Linked DNA regions of Anas platyrhynchos: region 2 is linked to region 1. The links are chromatin contacts, called in public Hi-C maps. All regions are on one chromosome and are shown on one strand. Each heading gives the region's core, a stretch centred on a gene start, on an enhancer-like site or on the middle of the called end of the contact. The rest is flanking DNA. Distances are from core to core; before and after follow the strand shown. Region 1 overlaps LRRK1 (leucine rich repeat kinase 1). Region 2 holds the start of CHSY1 (chondroitin sulfate synthase 1).

Region 1 (7,747 bases), core at 1,844-4,343:
AGTTCAGAATGAGAAAGCTCTCCAAGCGATTTAAAATAAAGCAAACAAACAAAAAGAAATGCAGATGAATCTCACAGTGAGCAGGAAACCGTAAAAATATATTCAAATATTTCTTTGTTCTGTCTGGTGTTTCATGTGCGTTAAATCCAGGATATCTCCTGTGCTCTGCTGCAAACTTCAGAGGCAAATCACAGAGACAGGGGAAAACATGCTATTTGCAAAATCAACAACAGAGACAATCCTAGGAGTAACTAATTATGGTTTAGTTTCCCTTCAATGCACCAGTTAGTGCTCTGGCTAAGAAGAATAATATTCACCAACAGAATAAAAGTTCCCTGAAAGAAACAGGTCTTACCCATTCTTTACCTTCGTATGTTGATGATACGAACCAGCTGCACTGCTTCTTTAGAAATATTTTATCTGAACACATTTTCTCTTTATTTAAGTGCAATTGCACTTAAAATTGCAGCTGAGTTTATGCTGATCTCCCCCCAGGCAAACTCCACAGATTCCTGCTGCTTCACAGCCCACCTCAGCCCCATTCTCAGCGTTTGCACTGCTGTGCACCTTACCTGCCTCTGGGCCACAACGCACCCTGCTCCTCGTGGTGAAAAAGGGAATCCGCTTCGTTTTAAATCCCTCGTCATTCCTGTCAGCAAGACAAAATGGCAACATGTGGGAAAATGAGCTTAGATGTGGCAGTTGAGTACTGTGCCTGTGACAGATGCAGAGCAGAGCTGGACCCTACCCAAGGCTGTGGGATGCACAGCACATTTCCTACGTGTTCCTTTCTGGTTTTGATGGTATTGAAACCCGCTGTGCTATCACAGAGCTAGACTCCACCAATACTTGTCCAGGCCCAATGGTTTTCTTCTGGCAAATTAACAGAGCTCTGCAAGGCTGTGCTTTCAGCTCCCAGGGCGAGAGCACTTGACCCCCAGCTTTATGGGTGTCAAGGTTAAGTAGCCTGTCAAACAGCAAATTGAACAAGCTTCACGAGGAGCACTGGAGAACCGACCTGTTGCCACTCCCTGCTCTCGCCAGAGAGTCTCTGACAAGGAGACCCAACAACACAACTAGGGAAACACACCGAGGCTGAAAAATGATAATATGACCTTAGCAACTGACACAGCAACTCATGAAGACTCCAGAAATTTTTTTGGGCAGTCACCCAGATGGGAGGACAGAAGTATAACACAGATAAACGCAGCTCTGGAGAAGACAACGGACCTTTAAGTCTCTGTGTTAAACATCCCTGTTGTAATTTCTAGATAGGAGAACATCACCTTTTCATTGGATGACCTTATTAATGTCAGTATGCTCTATGAACTTGCAGCTGCTTACACTTCCATTAAAAAAAAAAAAAAAACCAACAAAGATTTCTCATATTTTCCAAAACAATACTCCCACACTAACTGCAAACTGCAGCCCAGCCAGATGGTTTATGGTTAAGATCTGATCCCCACAAACTAGTATCTGTAGTGATGAGCCACACATTGGGTTAAAGAAATTCCTACATGTTCTGAAGTTAAACTGCCATTATCAGTAATCTATTTAATAAATGATATAGTCTGCTAAGCATCTAAAGAAGCAGTAACGGATAATTCATCACTGTCAGAGACACACAATATGCTTGGAGACGTGGTATGCTGATGTCAACGCCTTCATTGCAGGTAATTAATTCACTACTGACACCCTTTGTATTACACAAGGGATTGGCTTTGCTATAATTTCTTCAGCTTTTGTTTTCTCAGGAAAAAAAAAAGAAAAAAAGAAAAAAAAGAACCACACCACACTTACTTCCCAAGTTGGTTTTTTGAAAGATCCAGTGATTTCAGCTGTTTGCAATTCCACTTATCTTGTGAAGGCAATGCAGCTAACTGATTTCCCAGCAACTTCAGGGACACCAAAGACTAAAAGAAGAGTAGCTTGGAGTTAGAAGACAAAGTATATCAAACACACAGAAAGAGATTTTTTAGCATGGCTTTTAAAGAACTGAAACAAGAAGAAAGCACATCTTTTTCATCAGAACATCCTGTCCAGCCTGCCTAGCATGCAAAAAAAATTTCATTTCTGTCTACAGCAAGTATATTTTTTGCACAAAGCAATACCACTATTAGTTTTGGGAGATTATTAGTCTACTTGCTGACAGATTCAATTGGAAACAACCCATTTAGGAGGACATTTTACTTTTAGTAAGGAAACCCTTCCAAATGGAAAAGAACAGCATGATCTATGTACACAGTAAGCCACATACGGATGAGAATTCGTTTATGTCTCTGCAAGCTAGTGTCAGAATGGACTTATCCCTGTTTCATACGTATAAGATCAACGTGAAAGATGTGAACTATTTCACACAAGGAAAGTTTGCAATTGCTTTGTTATTATTTGTTTGTTAAAATTGAAAGGATTTACATCATCTTTCTGTGATTTATAGAATTCACCTGCTTTTTTTTCTCCTCACACCAGGAAGAAATTTCAAAAACAAGAATTGAAGCTGATTTATACCATTAACACTGTACAGATAGGATTTGGCTGCATATACCGTCAGTAAAGTTAAACACAGGCCCTCCTTTAAAGTTTAACTGAAATGCAAAAGAAAAAATGCATTTTGCATTCAGATGTGTAAAGTTTCTGCTCTTCCATCTGTCTTTAAAAATAATGTTAAGGCTCAAACGAGCATTTTCATTTGGCTGAAAATCCAATTTCCCGCTGAAAAACAATTGTCTATGTAGGATTTCCAAGCCGGTTTATTCTGCAAGTTCCCCCATAAAAAATGAGATAAGCAAATCATCAGCTAAATTATCTCGTGCCATAAGTACAGCAGTATTAATGAATTATACCCCACGGAACTCCTGTTTTACCAGCAGAGACTTTGGCTTCAAGTGTGTTAAATGTTTTATGTGCTCCACATAATATAAAAGGTTTATGCCCCTTTTCATCAAGCAAGATTAACAGTGTTTCACAAAGCCTTGTTGGCCTTCCTCCCTTTTTTGCAAATGGAAAAAATAGGAGGTATCCATGTGACAAAAGCAATGGACATCCAGCAGTGGTTGCAATGGCAATTAGCGCGCAAAATGCTCCCTCTAGTGATAGGAGAGGTGCAGCACTGGGCCCTGGTGGGACCTAGGGAAGGTGAAGTGAAATGGAAAACTGCAAATATGCAGAGCGAACCACCAGAGGAAAAGGTTGGAGAACTGTGCAAACTTATAAAACCCTCCCCACCACTCTTGTCTTGACAGCCAATGGTTTTATCATCATCAGTCTGCCGCTGGCTCAGACCTCCTGTTGGAAGGAAGACACGGTCCTCCCTTGGCGCCTGGTGTCGAGCTCTCTCCAAGTATCAGCATGAGGCCGTTCAATGACAATGCTTCAAACTTCTCTCCCGAAATATCCCTGAGCAGGGGGCTGGAGGGAAGGGAGGCTGCACAGTCCAGAATTAGCACAAACTCAGTTCTGTGTGGTCTAGCTGGGACGCTTCGTTTTCAGTCGGCTGTATCCACGTTACATGTCTCCCACAAACACTGACAAAGGCCACGCTCCAGGAGAGCTGAGCGCCTGGTGGGATTATATGCAATGCTTATGTGCTTGCTCCATAGGGGGAAAATTAGTTACTTTCAACTGGCTGTGACTCTTCAGGACTAATTCTGGAGATCCACGGTCCTTGTTTTGCAATTGCCTCTTCTCTCTCATCTCGAACTTCTCCATTTTTGTTGCCTTTCAGGAAGGGAACGAGTGCTTCCAGAATTAAGAGAATGGCAGCAGCAGACAGCTTCCTTCAAATCTGCTGCTGCAGCATGCAAAAAAGAGCTCTGGTGTGTTAGATTGTACCAGAGGAAAGGGACAGCAGCACCCAGATTAGGCTGCCTCAGTCAGCTCGTGAGGTGGAAAAGCTGACCAGCCTTACCTGAACAAATCCACACAACGCAGGTCAGGTCTCTTCAAGAGAAGCTAACTAGTCTCAGAACTAAGTTGGGGAGGGGTGGAGTGCACCCCTGGGGAGGAGTGGAGTGCAAGCGCAACCCTATTCACTGACATGAATTCTATAATCAAGGAGTAGACCAAGCCACAGCTGATCTAGGCATGGACTTTAGGTGCTCAATACAGTCTGGCCCCGGTGGGACTGAAAATACCTGTTATTTATTTCTTCTGTGACAGTAAATCTGAAGAGATACAGGTAAAAACTGGCATTAGTTACGGCAGACAGAGTTCTCTATCTTTAAAGAGAGATCATCAGTAGGGATTGCACTAAGGTCTTCTCTGATGCCCCGTGCTTGGCACCTTCATATCCCTCTGCAGCCTCTGAGCAGCAGCAGCCAAGGAAATGTGCCCTTGAAGCATCATTTGGCATTTAAAATCTACCATGGTAGTTCCCACCCAGGGGGGTTATTTTTAATGCATACAGAAAAAAAAAAAAAAGAAAAAAAAAAGTTTTGGAGACAATAGTCCATAGGATTCATTCCATTTCAGGAGAAATGCCAATTGAAAACAAATGCTTTTCAATTTTCAAAAAGCAAGCACAAATCTACAGGGATCGTTAGAAACAACCGAGGCAGCAAATGATCCTCAGCACTCCTCTAGGCATGAGCAAGAGGCGTATTTGCAGCAGACTGCTGTGATTCAAACTGGACACGGATATAAACCATCACTTCTGCATCCCTGCCACAGAGGCCAGCAGTGAAAAACTAACATACTTCTGCAGAAATATTTACCTCTGTTTCTGTCTACATCATTGAGTTTCACAATCTAGAAGGGAACCTTGGAGGAAACCCCCAAGTTCTGCTTGGTTTCATGTCAAAACTGTGTGAAGCCACAGATTCTGAAGAATTCTGAAGTAAAACTGTGGGTCTCTGCCATCCACTGGGAAGAATTATTTAATTTGCACAAGCCGAAAGATAAGAGATGTCAAGTAGCACTGCTAAGGGCATTCAAATATGCCATTTTCAAATCATATCAAATCATAATAGCAGCAAAGAACAACTAGTACTTAACCACATAACACCAGTGTGCCAGATTACAAAAACACACATTTATTTGTGAGCACACTTGAGAATGTTTGTATTTCAAAGGTTATAACATGCAGCCATAATGCAGTGGTTGTCTTCTGCATTGTGCTCCCAAAAATCAAAGACATCCAAAGAATTCTTCGAAGACCTGCATCAAAATCTAGATATGCCATGACACTTAATAAGGGCCGGACTGGAATCACTCATGGGGTTCCTGGGGTGCTCAGAGGCTCTGCACCATGGCTGCATTCATGGCCATAAAACAGCAGGCAGTCTCCTACCTTAGCAGGCAGTCACCACTATGACACTGAGCTCTGAGTAGGTATTAAGAGAAATATGTGCAAGGTGGGAAGAAATGACACTTACTTCAAGCTGGAAGAGTCCCAGTGGAACTTCTTTTAGCGAGTTCTCAGAAAAATCCAGTTCTCTGAGGTGATTTTTCCAGAAAACAGTGAATGCATCAGGTAGGAATTCCAGTAAGTTTCTAGATGCTTTGCAACATTTCTGGAAAACATAAAAGAAAAAAAAAAAAACACCCAAAGAGTGGTAATTATCTCTTTAGAAAATCAGGCAGGTCAGATGTCATGCATTTAAGGCATTAACACACTCATTCCAGGCTACTTCTTCAGATATTTTGATCTAGATAAGCTATTGCACATGCAGGCACAGAGTATTTGCTGAGCAGATTCATTCACTTAATTGATGGGCAAATCCTTTGTTGGCCTAAAACTATTTCAAAAGTTATTTTGAAAACCATCTCCGTTTGCTTTTCAATCATAAACAAACACTGTGCCAAAGAATACTGTTCTCCTGCTATCCACAGGGTCTTGTCATTAACTTTTCCTGTAGTAGTAATGAATAAAGTGACAGTAACGTGCAGGTATGGATGCCTCATTTATCCATGGGCTTGGGCAAAGTTAACTTTGAACAAAGGCTGACTGTTCTATAAAAACTTTTTTAGCCTAAGACATCTGACAGCTTTGTAAGCATCACAGCATAGATTTTGCACTGTTTCAACAGCTTTTACAGCCTGTGACTCTGACAGAGCAGTTTGACTTACCAAGGGGCAGGCCCAGGGATCTGGAAACACTTTCAGCTGATTTCTGGAAACATTCAGTATGTTTAGGGACTTGAAGCAGTATAGAAAAACCGTTGGAAGTTCCACCAACCTGTTGTCAGAGACGTCAAACTCCTGCAGCTTCCTTAAGCCAATCCAATTAGTTGCTGGAAAACACAAAGCATTGCAGGCTTGGTGTAAGCATGAGAGCAGTCTCATCCAGCCAGATGATGAATACTCGCTAGACAAGAGCCAAAAGATATCATGAGGGATAAAAAATAAACAGGCATTTCATGTTCTTTGGACAAAGACTTGAGAGATGCTAAGCATCTGTAGCTAATACTGGCTTTAAGTCATTATTATAACAGTTTGGGGTTCTCCTCTACAAATCAGGCCTTGAAATGCAAGCATAACAAGGGACTGCACGTACTGTTTTCCTCGTCAAATAACTTCTCCATATGGTTTTTGGCAGCGATGAGTTTTTTAAGGTTTTTAAGATGTAGGAATCCAGAAGGGAGAGTAGAGAGCCTGTTGCTGGATACATCGACCTCGAGCAACCTGTGATTACAGAAATTAGTCAGGCATCAATAAAATGCTAGCAAAAACTCCTGTTGCCAAAGACTTCCAGCACACACACCTTGTACATATAATTTCGTCGGATGACTGTACGCTGGGTAACTCCGTCAGCTGATTGTCAGCCAGGCTGAGCTTCCTGAGGTTTATCAGGCCCCATGGGATCACGGATGGAAGGGAGACCAGGCAGTTGGCAGACAAATCAAGCTCCGTTATCTGACAGGAAATATCAATCAGCCAGTCCAGATCCACCCAGGGCAGTTTGAGGTTTGACCAGTTCACACACAAAGCCTGCATATTTCAGAGAAGAAAAAAAAAAAAAGAAGGGAAAACCACATTAGTAAAAGCCCTCTTGCTTGATTGCTCTGGGCCCGTTGCACCGCTGGGAATCTGGCAGATCAGAGCCCAGGCATAAACATTTTGCTCACTTTCCAATCTGCTTCTAGGAATTGAACTGACTCAGAGATGAAATCATGCCTGGATATCAGCAGCCCGCACTATATAGCTGCTCCATGACTTCACTCCCAAGACCACGACCGAGCGCAGGCAGAGGACCAGGCCTTCTCTGCCTGTCCAACACTAGCTCTGGTCTGCCCCACGGAGGGTGAGCTGCCCTTGCCCAAAACCACCCCTCTCAGCGCCGGGGGAAGCCCTGTGGAGCAGCCAGCATCTGAAAAGCTTGTGGGTCTCTGTTAAGAGGGCATGGATAGGTCTGTGAGTGTGATGATGACTTCTCATGAGGATGCCTGCTGCTGGAATAATTAATATATACCTGGGCACCACTCCTCCATCACAAACCCTCCAGCAACAGCAGCCCAGTGCTGTTCTAGGAAGGTTTAGGTTTAGGGTTAAATGTTGAAAAGCAACATCTGGGACAGGCAGGGAAAGGCAAACACCCTCCTGTAAAGCATTTCTCAACATCACAAGTCTGTTCAGTATAATTCAGGAAGATACTTTATTATCTGAGAGAGATGATTTTGGCAGTCACCTCCTTTCTAGATAATATTTTGCTGCTTTTGACAGTTATATGAGGAAGCCATTTTATCCCCTTTGGAAAAATAAATAAATAAAAAAAAATAAAACAGAAATTGTGGGTGGCAAAACTACTTAT
Region 2 (7,492 bases), core at 2,893-5,392, 100 kb before region 1:
TTCATGTAAAAAAGAGGATTGCTGGTTTGGTAGTCTGAATGTGTATCTAACCTGCTGGGGTCTGATGAGGATGCTCCCCCCAGCCGGTCCACGTGCTAATCTCGAGTGGGACACACACAGCGAGCATCCTCAGGCTTCTGAGAGTCCTCGAGAAATGTCCTCAAGCAATCCCACGAACTGCATGCAGAATAGAAAATGCTTTATAAAAGTATGCCTGCTTATGCTTGTACACAGTTATATGAGAAAAATACCTTGTCTTTTAATTTATAGCAGCAAGAATATATATAGCATCAAGTAATCATTGAAAATAAATGCTGTATTAATAGAGGAAGGCACTTAAATATGATTGAGGTATGACCTTTCTGGGCCAAACAGACTTAAAGCTTACTCTAGGCCACCAAGGGTCAGAGCAGGGTTTTACTTGTGTTGGAGGAGCTAACCTGTGTTCAAGTTTTCCCTGAATTTGCCTTTTTTTCTTTTTTTAACCCTATAATGGAAACAGCAGCTGCCCTGTGCAAGGACAGGGGAGGGGGCAGGAGCAGTGAAAGGGGCATTCGTACATCTGCTGCTTTTGAACTTGAGTTTGGCATAAAAATCATTTAAAAACCAATGAGATCAGGTGAGGCACCGTAGCTGTGCCTGGGGAAGCCTGCGTGGCTGGGCGCTGCCTGGAAGGACATTGGGGTGTCCAGGGCTGCTCTGTGCCACGAGGAACTGTGGCTTTTTTGATGGGTTTGTGCTGTGACCGTGTTTCACTGCAGCATCCTCTAAGTCCCTGGGCGAAGCATTCACCAAGCCCTGGCAGTACAAAGCCCAGCACAGGATCCTAGCGGGGTGTCCCCTTGCTAAACCTAAAAAATTAGGTTCACCTCCTGCCTGATCTCCGTCCTGCTGGGCATCTCAGCCCTTTGGCTGGCAGTGGGACATGTGGGCTTGCTCCCCCCTGCAGGCTGTGGGGCTGGGAGGTGGGAAAACACCGAAACAAACCCCAGGACAGCAGAGAACTGAAACCCTGCAAGGCCGTGCGAGCCAGGCTTGGTGTCAGGCTGCTGCAGGACGTGCAGCAGTGTCCTGGAGCTGGAGAACAGCGAGGACAAAGCCGGGTCCCCGACACTGCCCTGCCTGCTCCCAACACCGTGTGGCCCCTGGGTTCTGCGAGCTCCCGCGCCTCATCGTTTCCATGTGTGCTGAAGTCGCCTGGAGCTTTCAGTTCTGATGACTAACTTCTTTTTCTTCATGGGAAGGAGCCAGCTGACAGCTCCTCAGCCCCAACCCTTCTTTTTTTTTTTTTTTTTTTATGGCCTTTTAACCACACCAGCTCTGCCTTTTCCTGTAATTCGCAGGCCACAGTGTCTTTCCCTTGAATCAGGAGATTTTTCCTGCTGATTTGGAGCACGTTGAGAGTGAGCCTGTTCCTGCTCACGGACTTGCCACATCTTCTTTTGGAAAGGAGGAAAGGCCTCCTTAGTTTAGTTTCAACATCTGTCGGCTTGCTGAGTTTTAGGACCCGATATTCGGGCTTATTTGGGGAGAGGGGAGGAGCAGCGTTTGGGGAGGCCCCTCACCAAAAAAAGCTTTTGAAAGTAAAGGAGCCGGAGTGGCACAGGCTGAGGGGAAAGGGATCAGGGAAACAGCAGAAATAACAATAATCCTGAGAGGCAGAAGGGGATTGCAGTAGTGGGGACAGAGTGGGGATTTGGGGATTTCCCCCTGTGCAAGGGAAGCACTGCCCAGCACAAAGGGGTTTCGTGGTATAACTCGTTTGGGATCATTTTAACAGAAATGGACTGAGGTGGATGCTGGGTCCCACTCCCTGATCCCAAAATGAAGTTTCCAGGTGAACAACTCTGTGCTGGCTTTGTCGGAGCAAAAGCAAAGCTCCCGGCAAGCCCCAGCCCGCGGGGCTCTGTGCCGGTGGCAGTGGTGGCAGCGCAGCCCTGCTCCAAGTGGCACGAGGATGCTTGACGAGCCTTTGAGGAGCCCTTCTGGGGGATCTTCACCACTCTTATCTGCCTGGCAGCAATGCAGGACTGGTGGGAAACTGCAAAGGTTTGCTGCACCCAGGCTAGTGCTGCATTTTTAACCCTTTCCCCGCGTTCTGCGACTCTGGAAGGCAAACCGTGTCAGCCTCAGAAACCCCTCCTGCCTTTGGGCTGGTGTTCGCCAGGCAGTGCTTCTCCTCCTCTCCTTCCCCAGTTTTTCTCTGCCTCCCGTCTCTTCCTGTCTGGCCCTTTTTTCACTCTCCCTGCCTTCTGCCTTTTAGTTCTTGTCTGTTTCTTCCTCTTCCTATAAACGTACATCTCACGCGATCCTGCTGCGCTCTGCCTGTTGGCAACCGAAAGGAGACCTCCTGCTCCTTTCTGTTTGCTTGCTTGCATTTCTTCTCCGCTTCTATTTCTGTTTTATTTTTGTTTAACGCCATCAATTGTCATGGCACTCAGGTAATTCATTGCTCCTGACATCGCCAGAGTTCATCGGTGCTGACCTCAGTATCAGCCTTGCGACGTCAGAGCGCCAATAAAACCATGCAGAAGCGTTTTTTTTCAAGACACATCAGCATTTATTAAACCATCGGATTGCAGTATTACCTGACGCTTCCCAGAAATGTGACACGCTATAGGAAGATTGTAAAAATCCACCGTATGTGCCCAGCTTGGTGTCACTGAAGGCTGGCACAGTGGTTTCTTTCACAACGGCCCTTGCTCAATAACAGACTTTCTGAGCTTGCCATGGATGAGACCATGACATAAAGAAATGGTAAAAGATGCAAAGGGAAAGGCTGGCAACGGGAGATGCAGAACTGCAGGGGAAGTGGAAGGAACCACGCCGATAAGTGGATGGTCAGTGGGCTGGGCCAGCTGCGTTTGTTCTGCGAAGACTGCAGGCTTTTTTTGCTTGAAAATGTCAAGGGTTTGGGGCTGTTTGAAGCCGAAGCACTCTGCAGATGAAACGCACGTGGGGAGTTAGTGCAGCCAGATTAAAGAGAAGCACTTCACCCTGCCTTCCCTCTGCCGAGCAGTCCTTACGGCCTTAGGATGGAAACAGCCTGACCTATTTCTGCTAGCTTTAATTAGCAAGGTGGGAAAAGAGAACTGCCCCGGCCTTCTCTTCCCAGGCAGATGAACAACATGGCACAGGGTGAAGCCAGGGCTGGGGCCCCACACACGGCCAGGGGACGACACCAAGGGCCTGGCTGTGGGACGGGGCCGCGTGGCTGTGTCCCAGGGGTGTTTTGTGGTGTGGGGATAACGAGCTACCTGTGCTCAATCCATCAGGGTGCAGAAGGGGCAATGGAGCATTCCTGTCCCTGGCTGTCCTGCTGAAGTGTCAGCCCCAGCACTCCCCTCCCTGAGCACCCACAGTGCCACCTCAGCCACAGCACTCCCTGGGGTCCCATTCTTCTCTTTTACCTCACAGCTCCCACCCCACAACCAAAAAAAACCCAAATCCCCACAACCCATCCCCTACTGCCCCCGGGGCTCCTCACATCCCGGGGTCTCCACACCCCCCAGCTTCCCATCTCTCTCTTTTACCTCCCAGCTCCCACCCCACACCCAAAAACCCCCCGAACCCCCCCCCAAATCCCCACAGCCCCCCCACCCCGGGGTCTCTGCACCCCCCAGCTTCCCATCCCTGTCTTTTACCTCACAACTCCCACCCCACACCCCAAAAAAACCCCAAAACCCCCCCAAATCCCCACAACCCAACCCTTGCTGCACCCGGAGCTCCTTGTATCTCGGGGCTGCTCACCCTCTAGGTTCCCATTCCTCCCTTTTACCTCACAACTCCCACCCCACACCCCAAAAACCCCCCAAATCCCCACAGCCCACCCCTTGCTGCCCCTACAGCTCCTCACCCCCGGGTTCTCCGCACCCCCCGGGGTCCCATCCTTCTCTTTTACCTCACAGCTCCCACCCCACACCCAAAACCCCCCAAATCCCCACTACCCATTCCTTGGTGCCCCCACAGCCCCCACCCCGGGGGTCTCCGCTCCCCCCTTTCCCTCCCCCATCCCCTCAGCGGGAGGGGGGGGGCTGGCTGCGGGCGTCCCCCCTCCACCCCGGGCGGAGCCAGCGGCCGCGGGGCCGCACACGGCGCCTGTGCCGAGGGGCAGGACCGGGGCCGGGAGGGGAGGGGATGATGGAGGGGAGGCGGGCGCCCCCTTCCCTCCGCTTCCCGTCCCTTCCCCTTCCCCCCATGGCGGCGCTGGGCGACTCGGCGCGGCTGGCGGCGGCGGCGGTGGCCGAGGAGGAGGAGGAGGAGGAGGCGGTGGAGGCTGTGGTGGCGGAGGGGCTGTGAGGAGAGCCGCCCCCCCCCCCACCACCACCACGCTCGGCTCCGGGGTCGCTTGGAGCCGGGCTGTGGGGGCATGGCGGGCCGCGGCCGCCGCGCCTGGCTCAGCGTCCTCTTGGGGCTGGTGCTGGGCTTCGTGCTCGCCTCTCGGCTCGTCCTGCCCCGAGCCTCCGAGCTGGCTGCGGCGGCTCGGCCCCGCCGTGCCCGCCCGCTGGGCTGCCGCCCGCCGCCCCCTCCCCTCGCCGCTGCCGCCGCCGCCGCCGTCGCTGCCGCCTCCCAGCCTCGCCGCCCCGGCCCGCAGGCTCGGAGCTTTCTCTTCGTGGGGGTGATGACGGCGCAGAAGTACCTGAGGAGCCGCGCCGTGGCTGCCCACCGGTGAGGAGAGGGGACGAAGTGGGGGAGGTTTTGGGAAAAGGGGCTCCCCCCCCCCCCCCACCGCCATCACCACCTTGGGATGGGGCGCACTGAGGATGGATGGACGGACAGGCGTGTTGTTGAGGGGTGGCTCCGTTTTTGGTCTCGGGGGACCGTGGTGGTGGTCGCTGAGGGGTTTGGGGATGGCCAAACCCTCGCCTCGCTGTGCCCGGCACGGGCAAAGAGCTGCCGCCCTCCCCTTCCCAAATGGGGAGCTGTGGAAGCGCACACAAGGCCGGCTGCCCTTCCCAAAAAGACCTATTGCTTCTTCCCTCCCGAAGGCAGCAATCTCCCATTCCGAAACCAGCCACAATAATACATAACAGGCTCAAAAATAAAAGTTTGGGGGCTGCCGGATAGGGAGCTGGATAAAAAATCCCCCCACAACCCCGCGTCCAGGCGAGGAGATGGAGCCCCAGCAAACTGCGCCTGGGAACAAAGGGGGAAGCCGCTCGCTGCCTCCGCTCGCAGCTGTGCCAGGTGGAGCCGGCTCAGGAACCCTCTCCTGGTGGCCGTGCTGGGGTTAGGGAATGATTTGTGCCCTGGACGGTGTGCCTCAGACCCCGGTGATGGAGGTGATGGTGTAGGGACGGGGCTTCAGCCCTCAGCCTCAGCGCCTGGCGTGCCGGAGACGTGGCCCTGCCGAAATAACGCCCCTCGCTCCGGGAGGCCGGAGGAGTTGGGAGCTGAAAATGTCAGCCCGGCTCCGAGCAGGCCACAGGGGCTGCGGGGTGGGTCTTGGCCTCCTAAAACATCCCCTCGGTGCCTGTGCTGGAGGAAAGGTTTCTCCATCGCCTCCCTGCCCCGCTGGGCAACGCGTGGCCCCGCTGGCCGGGCAGGGCGCGATGGACGGGGGCTGTCTCCTCCTGGGAAGGGGCAGCTCTTGGTATCAGCACCAAAACTCCGCCAAATTGCTTAATTTGGGCAATCCGCAGCGTATTGTGCACCAAAGAGGGCCGTAATGGAGACTTAATGCCTTCTTTCGGCAGCAGACCCGTAATTAAGTTACAGAGGGCGTGTGACGGATCCTTTGAAAGGGGTGAAGGAATGCGTTTCTTCAGGGTTCTGTCTTTTTCTTCCCCGTGTGGGATGGAGCGCTTTGGATTGCAAATCCCACGAGGAGCCCTGCGATGCCCATTTACATCGGGGAAGGCTGGAGTCACGCTGGGACATCCCCTACCAGGTCCTGTGGCAGAGCCAGCGGTCTAGCAGCCACCCGATTTTGGGGCAGGAATCCCCAAAAGGACGGTGATCGCGGCATTGTCCGGAGACGGGTGTTAGTCCTGGATGTTTTCCCGTGCTGGTGCGGGAAGGGCTCTCCCACCTGGATTTGCCTGTGCTTGCAGGAGAGCTCGGAGCCAGATCTGCAGCGTCTGTGCACGAATAAAACAGTTAAAGATGCAGCTTGGCGGGTCGGGCTCCTTCAGCCCCGGGAAGGAGGGCTGAGCATCACTTTTTATTGTGCTTCTCTTTTTGGTTTAACCTCCAGAGGGGCTGTCAGCTCTGGGAAGGGCCGAATGGGGAGAGCTGGGAGCGTTGCGGTAGGGCTGAGGGCGTTTTTCTCCCCGCTGCTGGCAAAAGAAACGAGCTAATGTCCTGGTGACAGGAAGGCATCTTCGGGGGAAGGTGGGGAGGGGGAAGAGGAAGACGAACCTGAAATCCTAAATGGCTTTTGATTGCCATGAAGCGCTGGGGCAGACAATCGCTGGGATTACCACACTGACAAAGCATCCTGGGGAGCTGAATCGCTGGCACAGCGAGCCAAACGGGAAGCTGCTCGCAAGGCTTTCCCGGGGTGGCAGCGTGTGCAGGGCCTTGATACCGCTGAAAGGAATTAGGGATTCAGGGGCTGAATGCCTCCGCGCTGCCGCGGCTCAAAGGCCATTGACGGGCAGAGCTAAAAGGGGCTGGAGCGGAAAGCATTCGCTGCTCCTCGCTGCTGTGAATCCCGATAGGGTCTAACAAGAGGGGAAGCAATCCACTTCCTGAACATCAATCACGAGCCAAATGACCACTGCAAGGCAAAGCGGGCCCGCTGGATTTCCAGGAGCCGCCGGCCCTTTGAAACAGTCGGGCTTTTGTGCTCTGCGAGGCAGAGAAATAAGCTTCAGATCTCCAGGTTTTGGTGTTTTTTTTTTTTTCTTTTTTTGCAGGGCGGATTCGTAGCTTCGGTGATTGCATCTGACAGCCAGGTTAGAGGAGCTTCCCTTCGAGCAGGCCGGCAAAATGCGGCCTCAGAAACAGCAGTGTCACATCAAAGGGCGTGAAATAGCCAGGAAAAGAGCAGTGCAGGAAGGAGTTAAAGGACGGCCGGGGTTCAGGGAAAGTGCAGCACTGCGTGCTAATGGCTTTGCAGTTGAGGGGAGTTGTCCTGAAAGAGCTGCAGGAAGGAGAGGCAGTCAGGGCTAAGCACTCTCCCTGCAAGATTTAAGCCTGCTGTCTCAAGAATAGAAATATCGAGCCGTTAACCCTTTTTTCTTTCCCTTTTTTTTAGCGTTTTCCATAGCAACTAGATTTCCAGGGAAACCCGACAGGAGAGCAGTGCGAATGCTGCTGATGGCCGGGTGTCAGAGGTTGGGACACGGCGTGAGTGCCCCGTGTCCCTGCAGGAGCAGAGCCGTGGCGTTTCCCAGGTTGGGTATTATCTGGCTAAGCCCACTCCAGCTGCTGCCGGCGCATAATGCAAACCACATTTCCATGCCTTTTTTTTTTTTTTTTTCAATTCAGAGCCCAGAGCTGGCGGCTGTGGGGTTTTCTGGTCACTAGCGAGGTGGGAAGGTGGATT

What was found. A called contact is a pair of places that touch in the nucleus more often than the background predicts.
Region 2: a contact with region 1 is called in a Hi-C map of liver, with 6 times the contacts expected there. The contact joins the promoter of CHSY1 here to the enhancer-like site in region 1. A contact is called at or near these places in 6 of 8 Hi-C or Micro-C datasets (F1 follicle, F5 follicle, liver and 2 more).

The regions. Positions count from the first base shown.
Region 1 is chr11:21,950,752-21,958,498 of IASCAAS_PekinDuck_T2T, reverse strand. It overlaps LRRK1 (leucine rich repeat kinase 1), which reads right to left. Exons shown (of 34, transcript XM_038184842.2): 7 at 6,701-6,927; 8 at 6,494-6,621; 9 at 6,067-6,230; 10 at 5,373-5,510; 11 at 1,801-1,913; 12 at 573-649. Among named protein-coding and RNA genes, the nearest start is that of LRRK1, 35 kb to the right of the region's middle. Within about 2 kb of position 3,093, at least 1 of the 8 cell types and tissues checked has an H3K27ac peak or open chromatin away from gene starts, as enhancers often do. A contact at or near this core is called in subcutaneous adipose tissue, where this site is marked.
Region 2 is chr11:22,055,120-22,062,611 of IASCAAS_PekinDuck_T2T, reverse strand. It overlaps CHSY1 (chondroitin sulfate synthase 1), which reads left to right and starts at 4,142. Exons shown (of 3, transcript XM_038184984.2): 1 at 4,142-4,668. The coding sequence starts at 4,370.